2 separate regions of the Zea mays genome follow, and region 1 is linked to region 2. Evidence: chromatin contacts called from public Hi-C data. All regions are on one chromosome and are shown on one strand. Each heading gives the region's core, a stretch centred on a gene start, on an enhancer-like site or on the middle of the called end of the contact. The rest is flanking DNA. Distances are from core to core; before and after follow the strand shown.

Region 1 (2,700 bases), core at 183-2,682, 230 kb after region 2:
CCACCCGAAGTGCAGTGCTTTGGTACTTTCTTCTAATCTAACAGAAAAAAAAGTAGCGGCACAAAAGCAGCCTGACTGACGGTCGTCAGGTTAAGGATACCAAATCAAATCATACTTCGCTTTAGACTGCTAGTTTTAGACCTCCAATTACTATTACTAGCTAGTTCATTAGCTGTTCGTTTTTAAACCTCCTAACTAATTTAATTTGTTTGGAACAGGAGCTTATTAGTGCGGTCATCTTAGACAAATCAAGGTACGTAGTAGAGCAGACCGATTAATGGACTGTATATCTTAGGACAATGGACTGTATGATGATTACCTGAACGATGCAGCCGCCTAGACCCATGCCCTCGAACATTTGGTGGAAGCTGAGGGCGACCACAAGAGGCTTGATGGTGCTGGGGTCTTGAGACGCGCCGAGGGAGATGCCGATGATCACCGAGTGCACCACAATCCCAAGCTCAAGAACCTACGTACGAAACCAAAAAAAGAAAACAAAAACGCATGATAAATGCATGCCATTTTATTTATAACGACGGTGGTGTGGTGAATGATAACTGCACACGGTTATAACAACAGCTGTGAATACTCAACAGGGATCGTCGGTCGGTTACCTGAGCGATGACACGGTGGCGCAGCGCGTGCTCCTTGTCGCCCTCGGCGCCGCCGACGGCGGCCACGAGCGCCGAGGCGCCGTGCGAGTGCCCGTGCGTCGCGTGCGTGTGCATGTGCACGTGCCCGCCGTGGCCGTGGCCGTCGCCGTCTGCTCCGTCGTCGACGTGCGGCGCCGACGCCGCCTGCTGCTGCTGCTTCTCCTCGTCGCCGACGGCGGCGGCGCCCACGGCGGCGGCGGCGCTGTCCTTGAAGTGGACGCGCGTGAAGTAGCCCGTGGCGACGGTGTCGACGACGAGCGTGCCGATGGCGCCGACCATGGCGCCGAGCCCCGCGAAGGGGAAGTCCTGCCACGGCCCGCCGGAGAGGCAATCGGACGTGAGCTTCTCGAACGCGTCGGGGAGGATGTGGATGAACCCCGTGGCCAGGATGACCCCCGCCGCGAACGCCTTGATGAGGAAGAACACGTCCCTGTCGGGGCGCAGCGCCGGCACGCGCCGCCCCAGCACGGGCAGGCAGCAGCCCAGCGCCCCGCACACGAGGATGGAGAAGAAGGCCGCGATCTTCAGCGCCCTGGCCCGCGCGCGGTCGCCCGGCGCCGCCTCGCCGCCGCCCGCCGCCCCGCACCCGCCGCTGCCGTCGTCGGCGCGCGCGCCGGGCGCGAGGAGGAGGAGGAGGAGGACCAGCGGGACGCCGGCTGCCAGGGAGAGGGCGAGCGCGGCGCGTGGCCTCATGGCCATGGCAGCGCGGCGCGCCGGTGGTGCGTGGACGGCACGAGGAGGGGGTGGAGAGGTAGGGGTACAGGGGAGGAGCTCGCGCGCAGACGCAGCCAGCTACGTAGGTGGTCTCATATAGGCGGCGGAGGCGGCAGGGCCTCGTGATTTCAGCTCGTAGATTCATTAGGGATTTAATCGCGTTACTTGGATTGGGGGAGATTTTTGTAACAAACGACCGACCGTGACACGATGACGACAGGAAGGAGAGGGCACAGCGCCAAGTACGAGGTTTCCTTGGGATCTTCTGGTTGTTGGGAGGGGAATTACTGGCAAATGACGACACTTTTTTTAGTGCTAGACAGAAGGGAACAGACGCGTCCCTGCCGCCGCGAGCGGATGGGTGAATGCCGCTGTGTCTAACCGCCCCGAGACCGTCTCAAGTGAACACGTGACATCGAGGCATTGACACGTAAGGCGTCTTTATAGATCAGGTGATGTTGAGCCTGTGAAATAACTAATATTTTCTGGCAATTTTTTGGCACTGTTGTACGGTATTTCAAATATAACACACGACTAAAATAAAATATAATACAATGGACATGTCTAAAATCTGTGTTTTACTATATTCATTACACCAATCAACATATTTTATAAATTAAATTGATCAATTAACTAGTCTCCTTTCTCGAGCATAGAACGAGGACAACGTGCTTTCGTCAAGATACATGTCTTAAGTTTTTTTACATTTAGGGTCTGTTTGTTTACCCCCAGATTATATAATCTGGATTAAATAATCCTAAGAGGCAAACAAACAGTCCAGCTTATTTGCCCAGATTATATAATCTAACCCCTTGGATTATGATAATCCATAAGCAAGTGAGGAGGTGCTTATTTCAGATTATTTTTTCCCACTTCCCCACTACCCTTTCAAGTTTCCTAGAAATTACCCACCATTGCCATTATAATCCACCGAATCGTTTTTGCGCCTAGTACTAGTCAATTTGGGGATGAAGAAGGTGACATGAATGCCTTCCGTGATAATATTGCTAATGCAATATTTGCCAATGTCAATTGAATTATTTTTTATATATATATGAGTTTCAACCTAGTACAAATATAGAGGGCATTCTTGTCTTCCTCATACAAAAGAATCCTATTAACAACTCAAATAATCTGGGTAAACAAACAGGACTACTCAGATTATATAATCCAGATTATATAATCCAGATTATATAATCCTCCAAAAATAATCCAGATTATATAATCCATGGGGGTAAACAAACAGGTAATCCCATAGACACATTCGAAAGCACAGCTCAAGACACCTATTATACATACTCTTAGGCTACTATTAACAGTAGTTTCACGGTTA
Region 2 (2,700 bases), core at 146-2,645:
TCGGAAAGAAACCAGTGCATTTTGAATTTAAAATGGAGTCAAGAAGCTGGTCAATTGCAAAATCAAGTTTGATTCATTGACTAATCTTTTGGCAGAATCTTAGCACATTTAGGAGAGTCGTGCTTCAAATGGCAGAAAGACGGACTCACAGTTTTTTTATTGGAAGATGAATGAGAGAGTAATGCAAGCAGAAACACTTTGTCCTTTGCAGTTCGTTTCTTGAAAATTTGGACATGGGAAACCACAACTCAATAATCTGTACGATACAAGAACAGGTGGGAAATTTCTTACTCCCTCTCCACCAAGGAAAAAGTATCATCCTAGGTTTGGAGTAAGCTCCAAATAAATTTATTACTGAAATGTGTTTCATTATTCATCTAATGATGCTCCTTATGCATAATAAATTAACACATTTTTTTATATATTTGACAAAAGTTAAGATTGATTAACTAGAAAGATATTTTGGGGGGTCGGAGGGAATACACCAGTAGTCCAGTATGAAGACATATCTTGTGCAATTATATGTATTGGTGCAATCGTGCAATCAAGCAATCTCCGCCTTTGATTGTCCATCTTATGGTGTCTTCAAATAATATAAACGGGGGTATTTGCACTGAGACACAAAACAAGAGGTTATATGTAAAACATTAGCACTACATGATTTACAATCAATGATATACATTGATTGATTGCACGATCGTACAACAGGATATATCCCCACAAGTACTGCTGTCTCGGCCCTTCAAATCTAGAAGATTTTTAATTTTATGAGCCATTCGGATGATCGGATCTGGAAGGGAACAGCACAGCGAACACTGCAGGCTGCAGCACAAAGTTGGCGAAGAGCACGCCAGGCCCGGTCAAACAGCAGAACGAATGGTGGGGAAGAGAGAGAACGCGACCGGCGTCTACTGTACTCGCCTACTCCTGCTCGGGAGCAGCAGGCAGTGTGAGGATCAGTAAGGAGGGATGGGCGGGCGGGCGAGCGTACTGACGAGTAGCAACATGCAGTAGAGCGTGGCGGAGCCGGCGGCGGCGACGCCGATGGAGCCCGCGACCCAGCCGGCCGCGCGGAAGGCGTAGGGGAGGCCGAGCACACCGGTGCCCACGATGGAGACAACCACGTTCCCCAGCGTCTGCGCGGACGTGGCCCCTCCGCCCACGCCTCCTGAGCTCCGTTCCCCCGCCTGCGCAGGCAGCAGCGGAGCCGCCGAGCCGTCCTCAGCCGCCTTGGGCCCCGCCATCCCCAGCGCCGCCGGCGGCGGGACACGGGCACGGGTGGTGGTAGGCGAGGCCGCGAGGCGAACTTCACGTAGCGAGATTGGATTTGTGTTCCGTTCCGCCAGCCACTCTCTCGGAGTCTCGGGATGCGCGGAAACGTGGCGCGTGGGGGAAGTAAACACGGCAACCAGTTGCGGTCAATGACCGCCGCCGGTGAGGTTTGAGACTGGTTAGTGGAAGTAGGGTGAAAACGGTCGGATATATATCGTCCCGTTTCAATTCGATTATTCGAATTTGCATTCATAGATATTTCTTTTTTTCTTTTTTGACAAATGTAAAAATAGACAAAACATTATAGATGTTTTTCGACCATTTTCGTTTTTCTCATTTTTAGTCAAAATATCCTAGTTATATCCACATATAATATCTCATTTAGAATAATCTGTACTACTCTTTAAGACTTTACTGTAGGCGTCCACAACCGTGCCTAAGGTTCTGCCGTGCAATCCTCTCGCTCCGCTCCTCATCGCACGGACGAGCCTACGATGCTCTCAATCGCCTCCCCCACCGCCCCATTCCATCCATAGCGGTCACCACAATCCGTGCAATGAGGAACACCTCCCCCACTGTGCCCTTCCATCTGTGGCACACTATTAAGTCCGTGCGATGAGGAGCGCCTCCCCAACCACGCCCTTCCATCCATGGCTCACGGTTCGGTCCTTTCCTCCCCCACAGTGCCCTTCCATGCATGGCAGTCGCCGCAACCAATCCTCCGATGCGCTGCCACCACGCCAGAGCCGCTCGGCAGATCCATAAATCATGCCTCCCCTACTGCGCCCTTATCCATGGCGTCGCCGCGATCCGTTCCTCCTCCACTGCAATATCTCCCTCCGCTCCGCATCGCTGTAGGCGCAATCCTATCCTCGAAATCCCATTTTGTTGGTCGGGCGGCCTTTTTATTGCTTTTTTATTTTCTCATCAGCTCCTAATAATAATAAAACGTCCCGAGGTTTCTAGAATCAGTTGGAGAAAAAAATTGACGGTCGAAAGCATCTGGTAGAGATAGGGGTTCTATTGCCGTACTTCTCTCCCTTTCCTCGCTCACCACGACCGACATTCTTCCTCAGTTTCTACAACGCACACTTGACATAGCATCTGAGGAACAGGTGACGGGCTCACTTCACCTCTATTGAATTTCGTGTGCGCACCTTAGTTCAATAACCTCTTAAGTGCCGCTACCCATGTTTGGTGCAGCAGGATCTAATCCTAATCTTGAACGACATCCGCACGAGTCAAAGCGTCAAGCCCATCTCCTTCACGGGAACCATTGGTGAGTGATTTGTTCATGACCATCTTGTGGATTTTAATTATCCATAGTTTTGTCTTAGATTCCTACTTACCTGGGAGTCACCGCTATTTTTTTGAGGCATCTGGTGAGTTTGGATGTGTGGATTTTCCTCCCCATTGTGGACATTGGAT

Evidence for each region. A called contact is a pair of places that touch in the nucleus more often than the background predicts.
Region 1: a contact with region 2 is called in a Hi-C map of tassel, with 2.4 times the contacts expected there. The contact joins the promoter of LOC100281849 here to the promoter of LOC100216823 in region 2. A contact is called at or near these places in 3 of 25 Hi-C or Micro-C datasets (endosperm, leaf and tassel).

Annotation. Positions count from the first base shown.
Region 1 is chr7:22,664,062-22,666,761 of Zm-B73-REFERENCE-NAM-5.0, forward strand. It overlaps LOC100281849 (ZIP zinc/iron transport family protein), which reads right to left and starts at 1,433. Exons shown (of 3, transcript NM_001154769.3): 1 at 615-1,433; 2 at 320-469. The coding sequence starts at 1,352.
Region 2 is chr7:22,429,632-22,432,331 of Zm-B73-REFERENCE-NAM-5.0, forward strand. It overlaps LOC100216823, which reads right to left and starts at 1,396. Exons shown (of 3, transcript NM_001143219.2): 1 at 996-1,396. The coding sequence starts at 1,244.